Linked DNA regions of Mus musculus: regions 1, 2, 4, 5, 6 and 7 are each linked to region 3. Evidence: chromatin contacts called from public HiChIP or PLAC-seq and promoter capture Hi-C data. All regions are on one chromosome and are shown on one strand. The core of a region is the stretch at or near the end of the contact, and the rest is flanking DNA. Distances in the headings are between cores, read along the strand shown. Region 1 overlaps Lrp1 (low density lipoprotein receptor-related protein 1). Region 2 holds the start of Inhbe (inhibin beta-E). Region 3 holds the start of Stat2 (signal transducer and activator of transcription 2). Region 4 holds the start of Arhgap9 (Rho GTPase activating protein 9). Region 5 overlaps R3hdm2 (R3H domain containing 2). Region 6 holds the start of Lrp1 (low density lipoprotein receptor-related protein 1). Region 7 holds the start of Stac3 (SH3 and cysteine rich domain 3).

Evidence for each region. Promoter capture Hi-C pulls out the DNA fragments that hold promoters and counts their contacts. HiChIP or PLAC-seq counts read pairs in DNA pulled down with a chosen protein or histone mark. Capture Hi-C pulls out chosen DNA fragments and counts their contacts.
Region 1: a contact with region 3 is called in a FOXA1 HiChIP or PLAC-seq map of pancreatic cancer cells. The contact joins the enhancer-like site here to the promoter of Stat2 in region 3. A contact is called at or near these places in 2 of 115 datasets of contacts at active chromatin or transcription factors (astrocytes and pancreatic cancer cells) and 1 of 9 other capture datasets (adipose tissue).
Region 2: a promoter capture Hi-C map of adipose tissue shows a contact between it and region 3, with 2.7 times the contacts expected there. The contact joins the promoter of Inhbe here to the promoter of Stat2 in region 3. A contact is called at or near these places in 8 of 39 promoter capture datasets (cranial neural crest, frontonasal cranial neural crest, hematopoietic stem and progenitor cells and 4 more), 1 of 115 datasets of contacts at active chromatin or transcription factors (bone marrow-derived macrophages) and 1 of 9 other capture datasets (adipose tissue).
Region 4: a contact with region 3 is called in a promoter capture Hi-C map of hippocampal neurons, with 2.9 times the contacts expected there. The contact joins the promoter of Arhgap9 here to the promoter of Stat2 in region 3. A contact is called at or near these places in 9 of 39 promoter capture datasets (the C10 cell line, the HPC-7 cell line, HPC-7-derived erythroid cells and 6 more), 4 of 115 datasets of contacts at active chromatin or transcription factors (astrocytes, embryonic stem cells, stem cell-derived neural progenitor cells and 1 more) and 3 of 9 other capture datasets (adipose tissue, liver and pancreatic islet).
Region 5: a promoter capture Hi-C map of liver shows a contact between it and region 3, with 3 times the contacts expected there. The contact joins the enhancer-like site here to the promoter of Stat2 in region 3. A contact is called at or near these places in 3 of 39 promoter capture datasets (cranial neural crest, embryonic stem cells and liver), 1 of 115 datasets of contacts at active chromatin or transcription factors (astrocytes) and 1 of 9 other capture datasets (liver).
Region 6: a contact with region 3 is called in a promoter capture Hi-C map of neural stem cells. The contact joins the promoter of Lrp1 here to the promoter of Stat2 in region 3. A contact is called at or near these places in 4 of 39 promoter capture datasets (cranial neural crest, hippocampal neurons, liver and 1 more), 4 of 115 datasets of contacts at active chromatin or transcription factors (astrocytes, embryonic midbrain, embryonic stem cells and 1 more) and 1 of 9 other capture datasets (adipose tissue).
Region 7: a FOXA1 HiChIP or PLAC-seq map of pancreatic cancer cells shows a contact between it and region 3. The contact joins the promoter of Stac3 here to the promoter of Stat2 in region 3. A contact is called at or near these places in 8 of 39 promoter capture datasets (the C10 cell line, the SN4741 cell line, cranial neural crest and 5 more), 2 of 115 datasets of contacts at active chromatin or transcription factors (astrocytes and pancreatic cancer cells) and 2 of 9 other capture datasets (adipose tissue and liver).

What each region holds. Positions count from the first base shown.
Region 1 is chr10:127,601,895-127,605,667 of GRCm38.p6, forward strand. Lrp1 (low density lipoprotein receptor-related protein 1) reads right to left here. Exons shown (of 89, transcript NM_008512.2): 6 at 3,515-3,773. Gm51820 (a long non-coding RNA gene) reads left to right here. Exons shown (of 2, transcript XR_003949046.1): 1 at 1-1,607; 2 at 2,905-3,773. Among named protein-coding and RNA genes, the nearest start is that of Gm51820, 4.8 kb to the left of the region's middle. Within about 2 kb of position 1,962, at least 141 of the 459 cell types and tissues checked have an H3K27ac peak or open chromatin away from gene starts, as enhancers often do. A contact at or near this core is called in adipose tissue and pancreatic cancer cells, where this site is marked.
Region 2 is chr10:127,350,293-127,353,569 of GRCm38.p6, forward strand. It overlaps Inhbe (inhibin beta-E), which reads right to left and starts at 1,556. Exons shown (of 2, transcript NM_008382.3): 1 at 956-1,556; 2 at 1-719. The coding sequence starts at 1,253.
Region 3 is chr10:128,268,903-128,272,584 of GRCm38.p6, forward strand. It overlaps Stat2 (signal transducer and activator of transcription 2), which reads left to right and starts at 1,596. Exons shown (of 24, transcript NM_019963.2): 1 at 1,596-1,815. Apof (apolipoprotein F) reads left to right here. Exons shown (of 2, transcript NM_133997.3): 2 at 93-2,348. The coding sequence starts at 110. The coding sequence ends at 1,057.
Region 4 is chr10:127,320,066-127,323,368 of GRCm38.p6, forward strand. Arhgap9 (Rho GTPase activating protein 9) reads left to right here and starts at 1,899. Exons shown (of 16, transcript NM_001285785.2): 1 at 1,899-2,366; 2 at 2,629-2,825. The coding sequence starts at 2,051.
Region 5 is chr10:127,424,522-127,428,209 of GRCm38.p6, forward strand. The region is part of intron 2 of R3hdm2 (R3H domain containing 2); the gene reads left to right. Among named protein-coding and RNA genes, the nearest start is that of Gm23819, 22 kb to the left of the region's middle. Within about 2 kb of position 2,315, at least 84 of the 459 cell types and tissues checked have an H3K27ac peak or open chromatin away from gene starts, as enhancers often do. A contact at or near this core is called in astrocytes, embryonic stem cells and liver, where this site is marked.
Region 6 is chr10:127,619,640-127,622,939 of GRCm38.p6, forward strand. Lrp1 (low density lipoprotein receptor-related protein 1) reads right to left here and starts at 1,509. Exons shown (of 89, transcript NM_008512.2): 1 at 979-1,509. The coding sequence starts at 1,048.
Region 7 is chr10:127,499,646-127,502,940 of GRCm38.p6, forward strand. Stac3 (SH3 and cysteine rich domain 3) reads left to right here and starts at 2,041. Exons shown (of 12, transcript NM_001359751.1): 1 at 2,041-2,091; 2 at 3,037-3,204. The coding sequence starts at 3,139.

The DNA.
Region 1 (3,773 bases), core at 712-3,211, 670 kb before region 3:
AGCTCCAGGTTTAGTGAGACCTTATCTCAAAAACTAAGGCAAGAGGGCAGGGGCGAAAGAAGGGATCAGTGATTCAGACACTTGCTAATTTGCAGTAACTACACCCAGAGGGTGGTTCACAGCTATCTAACTCCACTTCTGAGGGATCTGCTACCCTTTTCTGGCCTCCTTGGGCACTAGGCATGCATAGATACATACATGCAGGCAAAACATTCATACATATGTAATAACAATTTAAAAATAAGGCAGAAGGGTATGGAGGAAGACACCTGATATTGACTCCTGGATTTTGCACGAATGTGTACACACACGCCATCTACACACAAGTACACACACATAACGTGCACCAAGAAAACTAATAATGCAATCATAGTATAGGAAATTTCTAATGAGACTATCAGGTAAGAACATAACCGCAAAGCTGAACTTTACAACTGGGGACTCAAGGCAGGAGGGAGCAGAAGTTGAAGGCCAGCCTTGGCTGTGTAACAAGTTAGAGGTCAACTTGGGCCGCACAGGATCCTGCCTTAAAAATACAAAACAAATCCTGTTAAGAGGGCTGGTGAGTTGGCTCAGTGGGGAAACTGCTAAGCCTGATTCCCTGAATTAAACCCCCAGGACCCAAGCAGTGAAGGGCTCTCATATGTTGTCTTCTGGTTTCCACATGCGCACCATGATTCATGTGTGCACGAATACACACACACACACAAACACACAGAGAGTAAAGAAGTTAATAAAATATAAAAAAATTAATAACCTTTAGCAACACTTTTTTTAAACTTGTACATGCTGAAATGAACACTACGTCTCTGGAGAAGGGATGACGCTTAAAAAGAGAGAAAGTACTTATTTCCTTATTATTTTTCTTGAGTAAGGATCTTGGTGTACTTTGATGTGGGCTCTAGTGACTTCTCTGTCCTCACCTTCAACCCCATGAGTCTCTTTTCCCTTTTCAGTCCTGGAGATGGAACACAGCCTGCCATGAGCCACTCTCCCAGCTCACTCCCCTTTCTTTTCTGGCCTCACCCGTTCAGGTCTCCCAGTTCATTAGGCAGAAGAGAAGGTGGGTCTGGGCTGTAGCTGAGGTGGGAGAAGAAGACAGGCACACCAATCTAGGCCAGTGTGGCCACGCATGGGGCTATGGAATTAGCAGACTGTGCTGTCTGAGGGAGGAGGTAATGGGCCTTGTGTGGGTGTGTGGGTGGCTGGGGAGCTCACAGGGCTCTCAGGATGCCGAGCAGACCGGTCCCCATGCTTCAGGACCCATGTGAACAGGGCCCCCTTCCCAGCTTCCTTCCTTCTTTACATTTATTTCTGTTTGCAGAGGTCTCTCTGAGGCAGGCTTCCCCCATCTCCCCGCACCAGTCGGATGTCCTCACTGGCTCCCCTCTTCTCAGTCATAAGATACACACCCCAACCTTCTGACAACCTCCTGACCCCCTCCCCACCCTCTTCCCTACCGACTTAGGTATGTTCCCAGGGGTCTCACAGAGGTCCCAGTCATGGGGAAGGTTGGGAGGATCTGGCTGCAGGATGGAAGGCAGAAGGCAGTGGATTTTTCCTTCATTCTCCAGAGAACTAACTATAGAACAGCAGCCCCTGTGCAGGTATGTAACCGGGGCCCCTGGAGCTCCCTGACCCCAGGGAAGGCCTCCTCCTGAGGAAGGGGATGTACCAGGGGTGGGGGAGGGTGTTACAGAGACACTTCCGACATCCTCAAGCCAGGGCCCATAATTAGTTTGTGGGATGTGAGCAAACCACCATCCTCAGGGTGACAGCCAGACACTCTGGCGTCAGGAGTGGGGGTGGGGACGAGGTAGGGAGGGACGGGAGCTGGGGCAAATGGAACCCAATCATTCCTCCTGAAAGGATTTTCTCCAAGCACCTTGGTCGCTTCCAGATAGAGTTCCTGGACTCTGCCCCAGAGGCCCAGTGAAGTCCTGAAGCCTGGTAGGCAAGGCAAATCTGTTTGCCAAGGGAGGGGTGTCGCTACCCAAGGTTACTTCCTGCTTCTTTGGGGAAGAATAGCCAGGCCAGGGCAGAAGTTGAGAAGGTTCCCAGGGGGCACATCATAGCCACCTACCCGGTATACCCATGTCTGGCCCCGAGGCAAGGCTGCCATTGCTAACCCTCTTTGCCCAAGCACGCCTGTTGAGTGGGATGGTGAACTAGAAACACAGGCAGGGTAGTTGTCTCCAGTCTCAGCACACAGGGCTCCTTGAGCTACCTATCCCAAAGGTGTCTGGCAGTTCTCTGCTGTGCGCTCCAGAAGGACAGACACCCAATCACAGGTGAACCTTGGACACTGATAACTGCAGAGCTAGAGGTTGATGTCTGAGCAGTATCCTGAGGCCACAGAGAGGAAGATTTGCTCTGTTTTCCACCATCGCCCTCTCTCCCACCCCTGAAAGGACCCTCAATCAAACTGAATCCTTTATAACCTCATGGGACCTTGGCTTTCTTCGAGGGAGCCTCACAGGCCTAGAAGAAGAGCTTACAGACCTACTACAGGAGCGGGGATCTAGCCAGCCGTAGGATGCCTGCTTAGCATCTGTCAGCGAGCACCACCAAACCAAACCAAACCAAACCAAACCAAACCAAACTAAGAACCAAAGGCTATAGGATCCACAGTTCATTGCCCTCAGCCTCATTAGCAAGGCAATCTTTACCACCAGTTTGCACTTTATCAGATCTGGACAGAGTAACAACAGCCCATTACGCAGTTTAGGGAACTAAGTTGTGGTGGGGAGCTCTGGTTTACTCAAGGTCAGAGATCTATGTCTGAGGGCTGGGGACAGATCAACCACAGGCCAGACCCCTCCCGGCAGCCCTGTGTGGCTTTTCGGGGAATGTGACTCGGCCAGCTGTTGACTCTGAAGCAATTACTGTTTGTTTGTGTAACAGCACGAGAGGGGATCTGCACCCAGCCATGCGTGAGTCCAGCCTGTGACACCCTTCCTCACGCTTAGACAGCAAAGTTGCCTCGGAAGAGAAGAGAAGCCTGCATGGGAATGGCCAGCACATCCTAAATGCTCCAGTGGCCCGTGGTTCGTCCCTTCGTCTCATTGACTGCCACAGACAGGAAGTAGGCTCAGGGACTTGGCACCTACCCAACAGCAGGACGTCCTTTCTGGCCATACTCCTGAGGGTAACAAAATCACATGGAAGCCCAAAGCAAGCCAGGCTCAGGCTCCTCTGCCCTCTGCTACTTAACAATGTCCGTCCTTCCCCAGCCCCCCTGCAGATGCTTCTGTATGGGAAAGCCCCTCTGCATCTAATGACACTCTGCTTTCAAAGACGGGACAGTCCCTGGTCTCTGGAGAGTGACCATTCGTGGCCTTCTCAGTTGACACTTCTCCGCTGAGGCATCCCTTAGCCCTGAACCAGAAATGAAAGAGCCGGCTCAGAGTGAAAAGGAAGAATAGCCATCAATCTGCTCCTGTGTGCAAGGAGCACAGACCTGGTCTCAGACTCTGCCCGTCTCCCCCGCTTCCCTGCCCTCTGAGTGACTCACGGTGCAGGCTGAGGGAGATGTTGATGGTATGCTCATCCACAAAGCCCTTCAGGCCAGGCATCCGGGCACACTTGAGCTGTGTCTGGGCAGCACTGTCCCCAACGTGCACCCAGCATACGGTCTCATTGGCATAACTGAAGTCCATGGCCGTGGTTTGTCGGGTGCTGGTGGGTGTGATGGTAGACACTTGGGCCCCACTCAGGTACGTAGCTAGGATGTTCTGAGAGTTGGCAATCAGTAGCACTGGCGGCCGATCTAC
Region 2 (3,277 bases), core at 306-2,805, 920 kb before region 3:
CACATCGGTCTTGACCACATTGCCATTATGGTCAAGGTAGAGGAGAGAGAGAGGCCTTCGTGCAGTGGGGACACAGCAGGAAGAACCCGCAGGCCAAGGGTTGTTGGCTTTGAGGAGGCTAAAGACGGCAGAATGGAAGGAGGCAGCAATGCCAGGACTGCCAGCCAGGTGGGGCGGGCACTGCCCACTGCAGTAATTCAGCTGGTATCCCTCCGGCTGCAGGATCCAATCCCGCCACCCCAGCTCCTGGAAGTCTACATAGTGGTCTCGCCTACAACATAAGGGGGTCTCAGGCTCACAGGTGGGAGTCCTCCTCCTGGCCCGACCTGCTCCAGGTTCATTAGCTCGGATCTTAAGTTCCAAGAAGGGACGTTGCTGTCCCGCTGTGTCCAAGAGCAGCCGTGGCAGTCCCGCAGCGGTGCTGTTAAGGTCCAGGGGTCTAAATTCCAGTTGGAGTTTCACGACGCCAGAGTCCTCACTCCGCAAGCCGCTAGAGGGCAGAGTCAGGGCGTGCCAGCCAGAGGAAGTGGTTTGGTGCTCAGCTAGGAAGGTGCGGAATCCTCGGCACCTAGTGGTGCCGCAACGGAAGATCCTCAGGTACAGAGTGCCCGGAAAAGAGGGAGGCACATGCAGCCAGAGGCGGGCATGGTACAGGTGGTGGGACCAAAGAGGGGACAGCTGGAAGGTGAGCATGGAGCGGTAGGTTGAAGTGGATTTGTCTGCTCAGACAAAAACAAAAACAAACAAACAAAAAAGCAAATTAAAACATGAACAAAGCTTCTCTCTGACACTCGGCCACCCTACCCAACCATCCCTCATCTCTCATACAGACCTCTGCAAAGGGCCTGGACGGCCTGTGTCCCCAGCTCTTTCTCTTGCCACACCCCACGCCTCCTGCCTCCCCTGCAGGCCTCTCCTTGTGTCTCCTGTCCCCGGTCTCTCTCCCCTCACCCACCTATGATGGTAGCAAAGCTGATGACTTTCTCTCGGTTGCCAGGGACCATGCTCTTGGGCTGCAGTCTCCGGAGGGCTCTGGTCAGTGCTGCCTGGGGCAGAGGCCGAGTTATTCTGGGACGGCTGGTTAGGTGCAGTCCCTCCAGGATTTGCTGCTTGGCTAGCTCCAGGACCAGAGCGCGTTCTCCTTGGGGTGCCAGTGTTGGGCCCCCACAGGACGGGCACGCAGATCTTGTACTCTGCACCCACACCAATGCCCACAGCAGTATTAGCCAGAGCTGGGCTTTTGGAAGCTTCATGCTCCAGGTAGATGGCTCTGCTTTGAGAACCTCGAATGGGTGGCAGTTTTATGAGTCTGATTTCCCAAAGAGGATACAGAAGCAGCAGCAGCAGCAGCAGCAGCAGCAGCAGCAGCAGCAGCAGCAGCAGCAACAGCAAACCAGTGTCACAGCTACCCTTGACAAAGAGCAGACCAAGCTACTTGTCCTCAATAGCCTAGGACTCAGGAAGACTGAGAGTAGATCGCCTGGTGGGGTAGCTATGTGTGACCCTCACAGTTCATGACTAACTACTGGCAGGGCCTCTTTAGAGCCAGTTGCTTGGGATCCCTCACCTAGCGGTCAACCAGCAGACCTACCCTCTGAACCTTAGGATTGGCCAGCTGCGCTGCCCATCAGGCCCCTGCAGGGGGTGGAGGGCTCCCCCGGGACTCGAGTTTCACCATCTGGGTGTGGTGGCTTGAGGTAGGGGTATGGAGGTGCAACGTGGACATGCATGATGCAAGAAAGAGGATGATTTCACACGGTCAGTTCCCAAGGTCTGGGATTCAGGTGAGGGAGTCCATAGGAGCCAGGTGGGGATGGGCGGTGGCTCCTCAGTATGCCCTGACTGACTTCCGAGCTTGAAAACGGAAACCGTTTTATGAGGCTGTTTCAGTGGGTTAGTTCTCGGGGTTTCCATGTCAGAACAATAATTCTAGCGTTCAAGCCGAGTTAGGTTTTAGAAAGGGTGGTTTAAAAAAAAAATGGAGTCCTCTTGATCAGGCCTAGGTGGCAGTGCCACGGGACATAGAAATTACCTTTTGACCCTGCCTGTGCTGGCTGCCCAGAGTCCACCTGGGGGAGGGCCAGAGCAGGGATGAGGACATCTTCTGTGATGTCTGGGGAAACCCGGCCAGGTGGGCTCGTGGTGATGCAATCTTACAGCAGAGCAGAGTCCGGCAGAGCTGGCAGAAGGGCGAGCGCCTTTGAAGCACCTGTGCCTGGTAACTACTGCCTTTAGGGTACTGTAGGAGTTGGCCAAATCTGAGGCAGCCCAGGAGTGGTGCCAGGCTTCTGGTAATGTAGTTGGAAAATGGAAATTTAAGGGACCTAGGGGACAAAGCCGGAAAAGCCGCCTCAGGTCTTGGTCATCCAGGCTTTGTTTTATTTTTGCTTGTTTGTTTGAAAGATTTATTTATTTTATATATGTGAGTACACTGTCACTGTCTTCAATCAGATACACCAGAAGAGGGCATTGGATGCCATTACAGATGGTTGTGAGCCACAACGTGGTTGCTGGGAATTGAACTCAAGTCCCCTGAAAGAGCAGCCAGTGCTCTTAGCCACTGAGCCATCTCTCCAGCCCCCGACTTTGTTTTTTAATGTGTGCGCATGTGTGTGTGTGTGTACGCGCGTGCTCGTGTGTGTGCATGTGTGTGCTTGTGTGCACGTGTGTGTGCTCGTGTGTGTGCATGTGTAAGCTGGAGCACAGCCCTGTGTGCCATCCCTAGGGACGTCATCCACCTACCTCCTTTGAGACAGGACATCCTTGCTGGTCTGGAACTCACTAATTAGACTACACTGGCTGGCCAGTGAGTCCCAGTGTCTGCAACGCTGGGATTGCATTTCTACCTGGGCTCTGGAGACTCTAATGCAGGTCCATGCGCTTGTAAAGCAATAGCTTTATCTACTGAGTTATCTCCCAACATCTGACCTCCCCCAACCCCATTATAGGCTCTCTTTGTGTAGCCCTGGCTGTCCTGGAACTTGCTCTGTAGACCAGGCTGGCCTTGGACTCACAGAGCTCCACCTGCCTCTGCCTCCTGAATGTTGGCATTAAAGATGTATGCCATCAGCACCCAGCTTATTTGGGGTGTGGGGGTGTGGGTTGTTATTTTTTAATTTTTTAATTTGCTTTGGTTTTTGTCTTTTGAGATGAGGTGTTTCTACGATGTCCAGGCTGGCTAGAACTTCTAGTATAAGTGATTCTCATGCCTCAGTTTCCTTTGTCGTGAAGACTATGGTGAATTACTTTATTTTGTTGTGGTCTGAGACAGACTCTC
Region 3 (3,682 bases), core at 346-2,845:
GTAGATTGGGGGTTCCCTGAATCTTGGGCTCCCTGCAGACTATAACCTTCAAAGACATGGTCTGCATGTTTTGGGGTTCTCCCTTTTTCCAGGGTGCTCAGCTCCTGACATGCATAGCCTCCGACTCATCCTGATGTCAATCCAGCTGCTTTGCTATCTCCTGCTGTGTCCTGTGGATGCCACTTCACACGGAGAGGCAACCAGTGTCTCTACGGTGCTCCCTCCCTCGAAGTTGGGATACCAGATGCAGACCTCAGACAAGCCCTTGTCCTGCCAGATGCTGCTCCCCAAGTCCCTGCCTGGCTTCACTTACATGCCCCCTGTCTCCAAATTCCTGGTAGGCCTGGCTCTAAGGAATGCTCTGGAGGCAGCTGGCTGCCAGGCTGAGGTCTGGGCTCTTCAGCTTCAGCTTTACCGATTAGGAGGTGTGGAGGCTACACAAGCCCTCATCCACCATCTCCAGGAGCTCCAGAAGAGTGGACACACAGACCGGGAAGTGTCTGTGGATGCCCTGTCCTCTGCTCTGCAGCTCTTAGCCTGGGAGCAGCCAGGTCCAAAGAGGGCCAAACGTTCGATTTCCAACACAGACTGCGACAATGATCAGGAACAGAGTGTCCACAATGTGGTTGACCTACTACCAGCAGTAGGCACCTACTACAACCTAGGCACAGCTTTGTATTACGCCATTAAGAACTGCTCTGACAAGGCCAAGGAACGAGGTCGAGATGGGGCCATAGATCTGGGTTATGATCTCTTGATGGCCATGGTAGGCGCGTCAGGGGGCCCAGCTGGTGCGGTGATCACGGCTGCTCTTAAGCCAGCGATGAAGGCTGGGGTTCAGCGGCTGATCCAGTATTATTATGATGAGAAAGAGGTGACCACCCCTCAGCCAGAGGTGACCACCCATCAGCCAGAGACCGGAAAGGATGCCACCACAGATATCGGTGTTGTGGAAGAAATAGCCATGTCTAATTTTGTGTCAGAAGTTGAAAGTACAACTTCTAACTGGGAGTGGCCTTTATTAAAGAACTATGGTGTCTTGGCGTACAAGAGATAGTAACAAAACAACCAATAAGTGGAAAATTCTGACAAGAGAAGTGTAGATGGATGGATGGGTGGGTGGATGGTTTGGGATACTGTCATCGCTTGCCAGTAATTTCCTTCTTGAAACTTAGATTTTTACACTCTAATGGGGCTGGCTAACTTCCACCTGAACAAGTGATTATAGAAATTAAAAAGCGTTATCATGAACCCACAGTATTTATCATTCATATCCTCAAAAATACCTTATTACCTCAGCTCTTCCCTCCCTATCCTAAGGGACGCAGGTCCCACCCTTTCTATGGAGTCCTAGGTGCCTTCACGCACCCTGGTTTCAGTTTCCTTTCCCTAGAACTCACGGTTCGGTTCGGGTAAATCAGCTGCTAGAATTCCTGGCTAAGACTTTAGTTGGGCTCCGCCCGACTAGGGGGGCGGGAGCGGGCACTAACGAGCTTCTCCCTCTCCGCCAATCACTGAAGTCGGCGGTGTGGTTTCAAGCAGCTTGTCCAGCCCAGCGCTGAACGGGGTTGTGTTTCAGCCAATGAGAGTGACACGCGGGGAGGGCGTGGCTAAGCTTTCGGTCGCCCCACCGATCCCGGAACGCCGAGCGTCCACAGCCGGGTGATCCATTCCGCCAGCCGGGTGACCCATTCCGCTGTTCGCTATCTTGGTCCGCCGGAGTCGGGGGAGGGTGGAAAACGGGTCCTTGAACCGCTTGGAGAATTGGAAGTTGCAGCGAGAGCACTGGAAGGAGCGGCACTGGACCCTCAGAAGGTACAGGCCCCGAAAGGGTGTGCGGAGCGGGGCGGAGGTGCCAGCCGGTTCCCGGGAAGGGCTGCTGCCCCGGGTGATGCCCCTGTAGACAAGGCTTCTGCTCTCTGGCTGAAGTCGAACACCCTGCAGGATGCTGCACCGCTGCACAGTTCTACTTCTCAACCCTGTCGACTTCCTTCCAAAACTCCTCCGCAACCCTTGCAGCTGCTCTATGTACCCATTATGATCCTTGTCATAAGCCAAAGCTTTAACCTCTGCTCTGCGAATCTATTTACTTATTTGTTTGCTTCCTTATTATATTTTTAAAATTTGTATGCATGTTGTGTTTATGTACTAGGTGCGTGCCTGAATTGGCCAGAAGAGGGCCGAATTTACTAGGACTGGAGTTAAGATGGTTGTGAGCAGCCATGTGGGGGCTGGGAACCGAACCCAGGTCCTCTGGAAGAGCAGCCAGTGCTCTTAACCATGGAGCCATCTCTCGAGGCCCTTTACATAATTTTTGATCCTTGCACAAATAAATAAATAAATAAGAAAGACATCCTTGATCATTATGTGTGTGTGTTTGTATAATATATATATATACACATATGTATATATATATATTATATACATATAATACATATAAACTATAGTCCTAGAGGTGAAACTGTTTGCTTAAGGTTACACACAAAGTCTAGTTTATTTCAGAAAACCTTATTCAGTGCAAAACTGATATCGGAGAGTGAAGCCAACTAGAGAAAGTACTTTGTTGCAGCCCCTATAGCCTACGTGCAGTTAGTTCACTTAGGCAGACTTTGGGTGTGAGGGTTGAGACAGGGTTTCTCTGTGTAGCCCTCCTGTCCTGGAAACTCAAAGATCCACCTGCCTCTTCCTCCCAAGAGCTGGGATTAAAGGTGTGCACCAACACCACCCGTCAAGTTTTTGTTTCTTAGAAGCAATACAGGCATATAATTTAAAGAGTCAAGTACCCGTTTGGAGCTGTAGCTCAACCAAAGCTTTCACAGAGAGTAAGGCACGAGGATCAAGGATTGCAAGAAAGCTAAAATGAAAACAAACATTTTGTTTGAAGAGAGATTGGATCAGGGCTATGGAGATGGTTCTTCAGTTAAGAGCACTGTCTGCCCTCCCAGATGTCCTGAGTTCAATTCCCAGCCATGGTGGTTCACAACCATCTATAATCCTAGAGTCCTATAGGATCCAATGCCGCTTCTGATCTGTGGGTGAACATGCAGACAAAACATCCAACATATACATAAAATAAAATTTTTAGAAGGAGAATAATTGGATCTCCTGCCCAATCTCTTCCCTTCTCCATTCCTGCCTTTAAGGAAAGAAAGTCAACGCCTGGACTCTAGGTGGCAATGTTTGCTCTGTAGTAGAATCATGTGACCTTTAAAGAACACTTGTGTTTCTTCTAAGCTTTTCAGCTCTAGGTACAATAAGAGTAAGATTTTTATTTTTTCCTTTTTATTTATTCTTCTCTCATACATCCTGACCATATCCTCCCTTTCCTTCCCTTCTCCCAGTGCCCCCACCCCATCTCTCCTCTCCTCCAGATCCCCTGCCTCTCCCCTGTCAGCAAAGAGAAGGTCTCCCAGGGGTATCACCCAAACACGACATAGCAAGATGCAGTAAGACTAGGCACAAACCTTCAGATCAAGGCTGGCCAAGGTAACCCAGGAGGAGAAGAAGGGTTCCAAGAACAGGCAAAAGAGTCAGAGACACTCCACTCCCCCCACCCACCCCACACACAAGCTAAACAATCATGACGTATTTGCAGAGCACTCATCTCAGAGTGTTGCAGGCTCCATGATTGCTGCTTCAGTTGCTGTGAGCCCCTATGAATCCTGCCTCGTTGATTCTGTGG
Region 4 (3,303 bases), core at 649-3,148, 950 kb before region 3:
TTCCCACAGTGAAACAGAGAGAACCTAAGGGAGTAGGTCCTGGAGGGTGAGGACCAGCCTGTCAGACCTTGGATTACGTCAGGGGAGGGGAGCTGGCTTGGCTGTCTCGCATCACCAGAGCGAAGAGGCACTCACCCTCTACTCCAGCTCTGCAAGCAGAAACTAAAAACCTTACACCACTCAGTGGAGGAAAAGCAAAGAATTGAGAAGTTTGCTTCTGATGCTCGGCACTCCCAGGCTAGTCAGTTCCTCTGCCGGCTAGGGAAAGGGCGACATCAGGTGACGTCAGTCTCCAAACACCTCTCATGATGTTTTTATTTATTTTTGAGACAGAGTCTTACTATATAGCTCTGGCTGTCCTGGAACTAACTAGATGTTGTTTGTTTGTTTGTTTGTTTGTTTGTTTTTAAAAAAGAATTATTTATGGGCTGGCGAGATGGCTCAGCAGATAAGAGCACTGACTGCTCTTCCATAGGTCCTGAGTTCAAATCCCACAACCACATGGTGACCCACCGGTAATGAGATCTAACGCCCTCTTCTGGAGTGTCTGAAGACAGATACAGTGTACTTACATATAATAAATAAATAAATCTTTTTTAAAAAAAAGAATTATTTACTTATTTATTATGAGTACACTGTAGCTGTCTTCAGACACACCAGAAGAGGGTGTCGGATCCCATCACAGATGGTCGTGAGCCTCCATGTGGTTACTGGGGATTGAACTCAGGGTCTTTGGAAGAGCAGTCAGTGCCCTTAACCACCAAGCCATCTCTCCAGCCCTAGAACTCACTATGTAGATAATGCTGGCCTCAAACTCATAGAGATGCACCTGCCCCTGCCTCCTGAGTGCTGGGTTGAAGGCGTGAGCCACTACATCGACTTCTGTACCGTGTGTGCACGGTCTCCAATTCAGCTGCAGTTAGTAAATTTCCTGTGTTAAGGTCAGTTAAGGTCTGGCCCCCTAAGCTGCTAAGGAGCTCATCCCTTTGTCATTTCTAGTTCTTGACGGCTCCTTCCACACAGGAGACAGTCCTCAACCAGTTCTTGTTAAGCATAGAAATAAAAAAGGCTGGAGAGATGGCTTGGCAGTTAAGAGCTCTGGCTGCTCTTCCAGAGAACCCTGGTTCAATTCCCAGTACCCACATGAGGGTTCACAACCGCCTGTAACTGTTGATCCCAGGGATCCAACACCGTCTTCTGGCCTCCTTGGGCAGCAGACATTTGGATGGTGCTGAGACATACACACAGACCAAACACTCACACATACAACAAGAATTGCAAATGGACGGAGCCCCATAATAAACCCGGGGACCCCTCCAGAAGGTTGATGCATAGATCATGCGCCCTAATGTGTCCTAGACGGGGCTGAAGGAGATATGCACTCTTCTTTTTTCCTTTCCTGCTCGCTTGTTTTTTTAGTTTTTCTGGTTGTCTGTCTGCACAGGAAACACAAAGCTTCGAGTCTGAGGCAGTTTGGGTGGTCACAGGAACACTGAGGCCTGTGTGAGCTTAAAAACGGGTCATGGCATAACCTTCCCTTCATCATTGTCACCTGTACTTTTGTCTGTGTTCTGCTCTTAGCCTGGCTCCTCCTCCTCCTCCTCCTCTTCCTCCTTATGTGCAGCTCAGGGCTCCCTTCAACATCCAGGATCAGGTCTTTCTGACCCTGGAACATCAGGTAACCTCGACAAGGTATCTAAAGATCACCAAGCTAGGTTGTCTTCTCAGATTCCCTGCCTTGCTTGCTGGGTAGGCTGCTGACCACATCCTCTCTCACCTTATTTATACACTTCCTCAACAGACACATCACACAGAAGTTGGACCCCCCCCAAACCTGTGCTGATCTCTCTCCCCTCTTCCTCTCGCCCTAAGGGTCCTGCACACACACACACACACACACACACACACACACACACACACACACACACACAAAAACACACACGCTCACACACACTCTTCAAACCATGCCCTTCTGTACGGAGGCACCAGCTCCTATTTCCTTCTGGAACTTCAGCACCCCCTTTTCCTATAGGTGACAGTGCCAGCCACCATGTTCTCAGGCCGGTGGTGGCCAAGTATCTGGGGAAATCTAGGGCTGAGTCTACAAAGCCCTTCTCAGGGACCCCAGCTCTGCGCCCTCTATCCGTTCACTTACACTGGGGCAGATGGCCGGCAGGTGTCTCTGGCTGAAGGTGACAGGTTCCTACTGCTTCGAAAGACCAACTCAGACTGGTGGCTGGCGAGGCGTCTGGGCGCACCCCCCAGCTCTCGGCCCATCTTTGTTCCAGCTGCATACATGACAGAGGAATCAATCTGCTGCCACAACCCAGCAGACACTACCTACAACAGCTCCCTCTGGACTCCTGGTAAGTAAGCTTTGAGCCTCCCCCCTCTTCACCTTTCCGACTCTCTGACTCTTCCCGCTTGAGCGCTGAGAGCACTACTCTGTCTTACCTTCTGCGGACTCCTTTGATAAGCCTAGTTCTCACCCAAGCCACTGTGGCGTCCCCTTTACACTCTTAGCTCTAGGGCCCGTGTCACTTCCCGGCAGCCTTGCCCTGCATTCCTAGACAATTCCCAAGGTCATATCTGTCCTCACCTGCCACTCCTTCACATCTCTCTTTCCAGGGACAAAGCTGTATCATGGCTCCCTGGAGGAGCTCTATCTGCCTCAGGAACCCCAGGTTGCTTCTGGGCAGCCTCTTCACCATCCCCACAAGATGTGCAAAAGTGTCAGCACGGGCAATGTGAAGGCCTGCTCCCTGAAATCCTTCAAGGAAGGGCCAGGAGAAAGGTCTCACTGGTGGATGACAGAAGTTGCTGTGGTGAGTTACAGAGCTTCCTGGAGCATAACTCAGAGCTTGGTCGGCCGCCTGCACTACAGCAGGGTGGGGCGGGATCTATGTGAAGTGGTGAACTGGACACAGCCTCCCTCCCTTAAGTACTGAAGGTAGGAGAGGGGGACACAGACAACACCCCTCCCTTAAAGATCAGAGAGGAGGGGAGAGGGGGACAGATGGACACAATGAGGAGAAGAGGCTGAGGTGCTCTGAGAAGATCTCGCAGGAGCAGGAAGAGTGGCCATAAGCAACGTAGGGGATGAGAAAGGACAGTCGAGTTACAGAGGCCCTGGAGGAACAGGGTATCCAGTACAGCCAAAGGAATGTCAGCAGACTGCTTTTCTCCAGTTCTAACTCCTAGCCCAGGGCAAGGTTTGTCCTAAAGTCCTGTCTTCAAGTCAGGACACTAGCAAGTTCCTTCTAACACTGAGTGCCTTGGTCAGCCCCTCCCCCACTCTGTTGT
Region 5 (3,688 bases), core at 1,065-3,564, 840 kb before region 3:
ATAACTCTGACCTAAAAGCAGCTTGGAGAGGAAAAGGTTGCTCTCTTCTTACAGTTTACAGTCCATCATCGAGGAAAGTCAGGCTGAAACTCAAGGCAGGGATCTTAGAAGAGACCCATGAGGAAGCGCTGATGACGGCTCATCCGCAAGCTGACTCTTGGGCTCATGCTTAGCTGTCATTTGTATGTAGCCCAGGATCACCTGCCTCGGGATGGTGCTCCCCATGGTGGGCTGGGTCCTCCCACAGCAGTCAGCAATCAGGACAGTTTTTCACTGGCTCATCTGATCTGGGCAGTTCCCCAGTTGAAACTCCTTCAGCTCTGGGCTGTTGTCAAGCTAACTGGAACAGTCTCTCGCTTACTGATTGGGCAGACTGGCTGGTCTGTGAACCCCAGGGTCCTTCTGTCTTCTCCCTGTCTTCTACTTCCCAGTGCAAGGATCATAGGCCCAGCTTTTTTGCATGGGTGCTAGGGATCCAAACTCACATCCTCATGCTTTCCTGACTCAAGCATCTCCTTATGCCTCGGTTCCCAGGTATTTTAAAGACTGAGTTAGCGTTAGCCATCATTCATGATATTTAGAAATCAAATAGGGTAATGCTACCTGCGTTTCCACGTTACTGGGAACTTATTTGTTTCTATGTGAAGCACATATGGAAGTCAGGACAACTTTTGAGGAGTTGGAGTTGGTTCTTTTCTTTCACCTTGTTTGAGGCAGGGTATCTTATTTCTGCTGAACTGTATCAAGCGAGGCTAGCTGGCCCACAAGCTTCTTGAGACCTCTCCTTCTCTGCCTCCCATTTACCTAGAGTATTAGGATTACAGATGTGAGCACACATGTGGTCATCAGGCTTGCACGTCAAAAGCTTTTATCTGCTGAGTCATCTGGTCAGTCATCCTCCCTTTTGGGGGTGGTATGAGGATCATACCTAGAGCTTTCTGCATGTTATGTGAGCTACATCTCAGCCTTCACGTGCAAGCTTTGAGGAAACAGATTTTCAAGCCATGTAAAGAATGCGTTTCTAAAGTAAATTATAAGTATAGAGTGAGCATTTCAGACATGCGTCTTAAGCATCATTGCCAGGTTCTGAGGCACACACCTTTAATCCCAGCATTCCAGAAGTAATCTCAAAGGCCAGTCTATGAACATGCACTCTGAAAGATTATCTTTTCTCCTTTTTGACCATCATTTATCTTTTGGTTGGTTTGGGTTTGTTATTTCTGGTTTTGTAGAGAAACTCACTACATAAGCCTCAGATTTACTGTGTAGCCACCCCAACCTTAAATTCTAAGTCCTCCGACTCCAGCCACCTAAGGGCTAAGGCCAGGTGTCTGTTAGTAGGGAATGCCTAATTAACTTATCAGAGTGGACCAGGCCTCCATGTTCTCCCAGCATTCCGCTGTCCTACTGTTAAAGAGCATGGTTGGCACACCCTGTCCTCTACTCTGAACTCTCCAGTCCAGGGGCTGGGCTGCCCTTCCTTTGACCTTTGGCCTCCTGGCTGCTGTACCTGATCCCTCCCTCTCTCTTCCCTTCCTCTCCTCCTCTCCCCATATGGTTCAGGGTAGTGACCACTCTGAACTCTCTTAGATGTTTGTCCCTCTGGTTAGGTCTCCCTTATATTGATAATAAACTTTCTCCTCCACCATACTTAGGAGCAGCAGCCCTCCCATCCCCTCCTCTCCCTCTCCCTCTCCCTCTCCCCCCTCTCCCCCCTCTCCCCCCTCTCCCTCTCCTCTCCCTCTCCCTCTCCCTCTCCCTCTCCCTCTCCCTCTCCCTCTCCCTCTCCCTCTCCCTCTCCCTCTCCCTCTCCCTCTCCCTCTCCCTCTCCCTCTCCCTCTCCCTCTCCCTCTCCCTCTCCCTCTCCCTCTCCCTCTCCCTCTCCCTCTCCTCTATCTCTTTTTCATCCAGTGTGCACAACCATGCCTGTTTGGGCTTTTGTTGTAGTTTGATTGCTTTATTTTCAGACTCTGACTCGTGGCCTCCTCCTGCCTTAGCCTCCAGAGTGCTGGAGTTCTAGGCATGGGCTCCCTACCATTGTTCTGATTTACATGTTCTGCCTTAGCTCTCCATGTTGTGGGGGTCTTTGACTGTGATAGAGCTATCTCCTTGCTCAGGTGGGCTTAATTCTAGAGAAAATATGGCCATAGAAATGCAGCAGCCACTGAATCACTCTGAGTGGCCCCAGGATCTTGTCTTAAAAACAGTGAAGAATAATGAGCCAGGACAGCAGAGGAGCCAGAGCTTTACTGAGGTGGAGAGGAAGTCTGGCCTCCTGCCTGGGCCCTTTTTATGCCCAATACTTGGTCCTGATTGGCTTATGTAAACAAAGGGTTGTGCTGAGAGCCTTCAGCTTTGCTGAATTGGATGGCTGTGGAGGACTGAGATAGCTCAGGAAGAGCCTGCCATCCACAGAAGAAGTTACTAGGAGGGGGAAGAACCAGGAAGTGAGGAGTTGCTGATCAGCTTAAAGGCCCGTGGTCTTGTTATGTTAATATGTCACAGCCATTTAAAATCTACAGCTCCTGCCTAGCGTGTTGGCACACATTTAAATTCCAGCCCTGAGGCTGAAGCAGAAGGACCTGTATGAGTTCATGCAGGCCTACATAAGTGAGACCCTGTCTCAGACCACAGCACCATTCACAGCTTCTTAGGGAAATCCATGGAGTATGAACTTTATTCTACAGACTCTGCTCTCAAGGCCCAATCTAATATTTATATGCAGAAGGACTTCTGAGCTAAACTTAGAACTTTGGAGCTAAATTTGGCAAGATGTGCAGTTTGGGGCCAGCTGCTGCACCCACTGCAGTGCTGTCTGGGGAACTGGTGCTGCTGGTTGGCAGGTATTTCTCCTGAGGTCAGCCTAGAGCTTCTGCCTACACAGTACTCATCAAGAAGACAGACAACCTGCCAGTTTGTAACGCTTCTTCTTATCCTTATCTGTCTGAAAGAACCTACCTTACTCCTGTCTCTGTCATTTGGACATTTGCCTCTGGTGTCCACCTCTGGAAAGCCATTCCTTCCTTACTCTTCCGGTTGGGTGCTGTGCTCATGGTACTCCTCTTCCTCTGGATATCTGTGAGTGTACTCACTCATAGATATGGCATCCTGTGTATGGTGAGTCCTTAAAATACTGCCACATTTCTTAATACTGCCACATTTCTTAAAATAAACTGATTTGCAGGCTGGGTGGTAGTGCCTAGCATTGACGTGAAGGCTTTGTGTTCACTAAGTATGTACTGTGCCATTGAGGTGCCTTGACCTTCCCTCCCCAAATCCAGAATTTTAAATGGGCCAAATATCGAGCAAAAAATACTAAGCAATCCAACATCCTGTTACCCTTTATCTTCTTTTAGTTTTATGCTGTAACATATTTTAGAAGGAGAGCCTAGCCTTTAATGGCTGAGCCATCTCACCAGCCCACTATTATAACTTAGAGTCTTATTCTTTTGTATCTTTTGAAGTTTTTCTTTTTTTGTATTGCTTACTAACCTATCATAGTGCATTGACAAGAGCCAGCAATGTGTGTAACACTCATAACAAACTCTCTCTGCTTGGAGATTTTAATCTTCCCTGTACCTTCTCTAGTATATATGGAGAAAGAAGAGTTAATTTTTTTAAAAAGGGAAATGAACTGCAGAAAAGCAGGAAGTGGGCAAGTTCATAACTCAGTGGGCAAAAGAGATGC
Region 6 (3,300 bases), core at 259-2,758, 650 kb before region 3:
CAAAACAACACAGCAGCCCAAACCTAACTAATATACAAAGTGTATGTATGAAGTGAGACAGGGCTGGGCTTTACACATTTACTAAATGAGCAGGATTGGGGGCATGGTCATAACCCCCATCCCAACCTCCAACTCTCCTTCCAACCCAAACTGTGATCAAGCCTGAAATCGGGGAGACAGAGCTTCCTCTGAACCCCTCCCCAGCGTTCCAGACCATTCTCCAGTCTCTTCCAGAATGATGACATCTGACGTTTTTCCTCTCATCTTAAAGCTCCCAGGAATTAAGAAGGGAAAGCCAGCCATAAGCGTCACCAGACCCCTCCATCCCTCAACCGGGCTCCTGACTGAGGCCCTCAGCGGGGAGCTGCTCACTTCGGAACCCAGGCAGGCAGCCCAGGATTCTGGACCCGGGCCTCCATGCCTGGGATGCAGGGCTCATTCCACACCCAAACAGGGGGCCCTGCCTATCCCCACCCACAGCTTTCTCGGCCTGCCTGCCCTTTGGCCAGCAGGGCACCCCTAGCCGGCTTTGCCTTCCAGCCTTCAGAGTCCACTGCAAAAGGCCCTCCGCCCCCTTTTGCAGCGGTACACAGCAAATCCGGATTCCTTCACAATTCAGATGGGGGTGGGGGGGCGGGAGGGTGGAGGATGTAGGGGAGGCAGAGGCCCTCCCGTACCAGAGATAGGAAGAGAAGGCCTCTTAATCCCAAGATCAGAAAAAGGGGGAGCCCTCTTTTCCTACCCAGGCCTCTGGTCTTTGTCTGAGCTGGGGGGCCCTGGAAGCATCATTTGTCCCAGGCTCCCATCCCCCAAATCAGACCCCATCCCCGCCCCCAGTCAGGCCTCTGCTGTGTCAGCTGGACTGGGATAACAAAAGGCACCCCCTCCCGCGTCTCCCTTCCCCATCCAGACGCAGGAGTGGGGGTTGGGGAGGGGGAGCCCCCAGGGGTCCATGGGGGCCGCCGGAATCTCACTCACCATCCATAGTGGCCCCGGAGACCAGAGCTGAAAGCAGCGGCAGCAGCAGCAGCAACGGCGGGGTCAGCATGGTGTGGGCCGATGCAAACAGCAGCCCCCACCCTCTGGTCCTGTTACTTCTTGTCCTCGCCCCCCCCAATTGGGGGGTCCCCCTTTATCTTCCTCTCCCCGACTCTTCTATTCTTATCCTTTCCTTAAGCAAAGCGAACCAGGGGCATAGGTGAAATGGTACAGTTCCGAGCCCCCTGGGAAGGGCCTGCTGACGCGGGTGCGCCCCCTGCCCCCAAATTCGAACCCTTCACCCCTGCTTTACTCCTCGCTCCTCTCCCCCTCCCAGGGCGAAGCTCACAGCCCCATCTCGGAGCCGCCTCTGGCTGCAAAAATGCACAATTGGGAGGAGGCGGGGTGGGGGGTGGGGGGCGTGGACCCGATGGGGGTGCCTTGGTAGGGGCCTGATGGAGCACTAGGGGCTCCCCCGTTTCCGCCTCCTCAGTGCACTGGCCTGGAGCTCGCACCGCTGCTCCCCTGACTGAAGTGCCGCGGGGGGGGGGGGTGGGGGGGAGGAGGGAGGGGGGTGTTCAGAGGGGAGAGGGAGGGGACAGGGAGAGGAGGGAAGGAGGGAAGGGGCGGGGAAAGAAAAAAAGAGGTGGGGGGGGGGGGAGAAAGAGCTACGCGGCAATCCTGACAGTGCGCATGCGCTGATTTGGCGCGCTGCCCTGGGGAGGGGGAGTCGGAGGCGCTACAAGCTTTGGAGTTCTGGGAAGCGGTCCGAGAGTGGGAGTCCCCGGGCACCCTGTCCTCTAACTGCGTCTACCTCATCCCAGCGCTCCCTAGAGCCGGTAGAGCCAAGGGTGGGAATGGGGTAAGGGGCAAGGAGAGCTGCGCTCTAGTGCCTCTTTAAAACTCTATGTCACACCCCAGGATTTCAGATCCCCTCAGTGGGGTCCCGAGCCGCTGTCTAGGCGGAGGCCTGATTTCCTTGGGGAAACCCAGACAGTGCCTCCCTAGCCTAGGGTGGGGGCAGGGGTGGCCGGTCCGCCGGGAAGGTGCGGGAAAGGCTGAGCTTTGATTTGGAGACTTTGTAAGAACCGGTCTGGGATTGGGGCCTGCGTCCTCAGGAGGCGGAGTGAAGGAGTGGCCACATGGACCCGCCCCCACCTCGCTCCAGGGCTCAGAGTAAACAGGGACACCCGCGGGGACACGCTGCAGCTTGTCGGCCCGCCTTGGGCTCAGGGATGGAGCCCACCTTAGTACCCGCCCAGCCCTGCTCGCCTGGCACGGGGCGCAGGAGAGGCAGGCTCTGGTTTGGAGAGAGGTGACTCACCAGAGGGTGGGGTTGGGGTAGAGCCATCCCCTTTCGCCCTGAGAGGTCAGGCTCGATTTTTTTTTTGTTTGTTTGTTTTGTTTTTGATACCTTCTGACTGGCCTCCCACCAAGTCAGGGTTTCAGATGCCAAACTACAGGGAGTTGGAATGAAGGACTCCAGAGCTCCGCTACCAGACACCAGTCCTAGGGGGCTGTGTGCTGAGTGCCGGACCTTTGTCCCCAGTCTCAGTCGGTTTGGGAACGGTACTCTGGAGTCCAGAAAGCATCGGGCGGTTCCTAGGGCCGGCGAACGTGCTTCCGGCCACTGCCCTCTTGTGGGCGACGTTTGAAGACTGTAACCCTTAGTGTCTGACTTTCTCTGTGACCTGAAGTGAAAGTTCTGGAAAGCTCAGCAGGCGACATCCCTGGCTAGAGATGAACTTTAAAGACCAGGGACCAGTACACTAACTCCACAGGAGTGACCCCCACACACACTCCAGCCTGTCACTGGCAGAAAATAGACTTGTCCATTAATGACTGAGAGCCTTTCTTCAATGAGAGCTTATGCGGCTCACGGACAGGCTAACTGTATAGTCTCCCAGGCTGGACTCTCAGGATCCATCTTTCCTCCGTCCAGTTTCCAGCCTGTGCTCAAGTAGAGGCCTGATGTCTTTCTTCCTTTTGAAATATACTGAAGGTTTCCTCCTCCTCCTCTTCCTTCTCCTCCTCCTCTTCTTCTTCCTCTTCTTCCTCCTCCTCCTGTTCCTCCTCCTCCTGTTCCTCCTCCTCCTCCTTTTTTTTTTTTTTTTTTTTTTTCTAGCACAGGGTTTCTCTCAGCAGGGGTGGTCTGTTATTCTTTTATCCAGCTTCCATGGCCTAATACAGTGCCAGGCCCAGGCATGGAGTCACTAAATATTTTTAGTGGATGCTCACAGGCTTCTGCTAGGTCTCCACCCAATATTGTGGTCCAAGCAAAATCTGGTTGAAACTGACCTCAGGCAACGTTGACAGGGAAAA
Region 7 (3,295 bases), core at 791-3,290, 770 kb before region 3:
TGGGCCTTTGTGTCTATATCAGAGGTTTCTTCTTGCTCATTAATTCTAATATTCATTACAGCCTGACTACTGAGCCGGGCAAGTCCAGTCCAGAACTAGGTCAGGATGCTGGCCTCATTCCTGTCCATCTGATCTTCTGAAAACCTTCAGGGATGGAGACCTTGCACCTTTAATCCTTAAAAGCTTAGGCTTGGGTTCTTGGCAGGAACACAAATGGCAGTTACTTATAATAAAAAACACCTGAACTTGCAGTGCCAAGGTGGTCACTCACCAGTCCCTGTCCCCGTCCCCTGCAGTTGACAGAACTGAGACTCGCAGATCACCACTTGCAAGGTAGAGCTGTCTAGAAGAGAGAGTTTCCAGGCTGCTGCCTCAGTGCCACAGCCTGCTAATCCCAGTACTCAGGAGGCAGGAAGGCAGACAGACAGACCTCTGAGTTAAGACCAGCTTGAACATACCATGTTCTAGGACAGCCAGGGCTACATAATCAGAATAGAGAAAGCTGGGTCTCCCAAGATTGCAGCCGCCCCCTCTTCCTTTTCATTCCTATGCTGGGGCTGTCTGAGTGTGTGAGAGGTGGAATTGCAGTTAAAATGGGTAAAGACTCTACAGCTTGGCTGTCTCCTAGGTTTACAGTTCTCACGGGGAAGGGAACATTCTTTACAGATGAGAAACACTCACCATGCAGCCATCAAGATGGCTCAGTAGGTAAATGCTTGCTACCAAGCCTGAAAACCTGAGTTTGATCCCAAGATAGGCGGAGGAAGGAGGGAACTGACTCTGGTACGTTGTCCTTTGACCACATGTTAGAGGGCATGCCCCAGTAAGTATACACACTTAGTATAGCTTAAACGATAAACGAAAGTATACTTAGAAATAAACCTCATTACAGAAGGCAGCTGTGGGCTGGCGAGATTGGCTAGTGTGTAAGCCCAGTAGCCTGAGCCCAATCCCTGGATCCCATGGGATGGCCTCTGACGTACACACACACCTGCACTCACACACATCCAGACAGACAGACGAGAGAAGGACACAGGCAGCTGTAACCTTCCCAGGGTTAACTATACAGGGACCGACCTGACTCTTGTTAAAAAGGTTTATTTTTGTTTTATGTGTATAGGTGATTTGCCTACATGCGTTTAAATATACAGCGTGTCTGCGGGTGTAGGTCCTCTGGAACTAGAGTCGCAGAGCTCTGTAAGCTGCCACGTGGGTGCTGGGAACTGAACCCAGGTCCCCTGGAAGAGAAGCTCTGCCATCTCTCCAGCCCCATAGCTTTTGGGTTTTGCCACCATCTTTTTCAGTAACATACATTCTCTTCATCTTAGGGACAGGATTTTAGGCGAAAGGGGAGAAAAATGCACCCGTGCACTTGAGAAAGCACTGCATTCGATCAGCTGCCAGTGAGAAAGTCTTTCGTGGCTGACAGAATTCTGAGTCACATCCTCTTCTCAGCTCCCATCCCTTTCCTAGCCTGAAGTTTTGGTGTTAGCTAGGCATGGTGGCACATACTTTTAATCTCAGCACTCAGGAGCTAGGCAGAATGATCCCTTGAGTTCAAGGCCAGCCTGGTTTACAGAGCAAGTTCTGGGAGAGCCAGGCCCACACAAAGATACCTATCGGGGTGGGGGAGGCAGGAAATAAAATCCAAGAACGTGATTGAAATGAGCCCAGGGAGGGTAAGATTGGAACGGTTATTTGAACCTTAAGGGGAGAGTATGGGGGGTTCCATTATCAGATCTAAAGTCCTTCACGTGACTGCGTCTTGAACAGGAGTGCCTTTCCTGCTGTGGGTATAGCTTGGCAGTCTAGCCACATAGTTAGCATGGCAAAACCCTGTTTTCAATCCCTGGTACTTGGAGTGGGGTGCTACTGTATTGGGTAGAATATGCCTATTCCTGATAAGCCAGAACTGACCTGCTCTGTGTAAACACTCGGAGAAGAGCTGTTCTGGGGGGCGGGGGGGGGGGGGGATGGGAGGAGTCAGGGTCGAGCCCTGCCCCAGACCTCCTGGTTCCAATTTCTCCCTGTCAGCTGTGCTCTCAGCTGTCCACTGTCCTCCAGCCCTGTCACTTCAGCTCTGCCACCACGGTGAGAGGCTCCAAGGCCTACCTACTAATACTGTCTGGGTAGCTGGTGTGGGTCCAGAAGGTACCAGAAAGGGGGCTTACCTCCCTGAAGGAAGAGGGCTAGCCCTCCCCAGCAGCACCATCAAGGTCTCAGAGACCCCTTTCCACAGTGAACTGACTTAGGGAGTCTGGAAAGTAAGTCGTCTCTTCATTATCCTTTCATTTCTTCTAACCTGAGTCTGTTGGGCTTCTTCGTCTCTCTCCTCACCTGTGAGTAGTTTGGGGTTTTGAAGTGAAATTGTCCTAGTTCAGGATGAGTGAGGATTGGAGAAGGGGGTAGGGTGTGGTGGGGTCCAGGGAATGGAGGGGTAAGGGAAGGGAAGGCTCACATTACTCTGAAAACCTAAAATAGCTGAGGCCTGAGGCAGGCCAGGGAAGAACTAGGCACAAGGCCCCCAAGGCTCAGGAGAGAGGTAGGGGAGGACAGATCTCTGGACACACCTTCAGACACGCAGACGGGTTAACCGTGTTAACCATGTTAAACCTCCTGAAGCCACTAGAAGATGTGTATCATCGATCAGAACTACCTGTAGGACAGCTGTTCTCAACCTGTGGGTCGCATAGCAGACGTCCTGCATGTCAGATATTTATATTTCAATTCATAACGGTAGCAAAAGTATAGTTGTGAAGGAGCAGTGAGATAATTTTATGGGTCACCACCACACAAGGTACCACAGCGTTAGGGCCACAGCATTAGGAAGGTTGAGAACTGCTGTAGAAGAACCTAGAAGACAAGCCTTGAGTAGCATGTTGGATTTGTAGACTCTGGGCTTGCTCCTTGATGTGGAAAGTATCCGTGTAAGCAACTGACTGGGGAGTCTTTCCTCTGTTGGACATTTCTCGGGGGACCTCCATAGAATCTCTTCATAAGCTCTGCCAAAGCTGTCTAACCAAGTTTCTCCCAAAGGCTCCCCTTCGAGGGCCACCCTACTGTGTGCAGCAGGACTGCTGGAATAGAAGAACAGCAGACAGAGATTAGAACTCATAGCGGGGCCCAATCTCTTGTAAGATGACAGAAAAGGAAGTGGTGGAGTCCCCTCAGCCCCCCTTTCCAGGAGAGACTCCGCAAAGTGGGGTGAGTCTGGACCTATGTCCGCTTTTGGGGGGAGCGGGGTCCAAAGGGCTGGGAAGCCATCACACAGCCTCTGAAGAAAACTACTCGGATT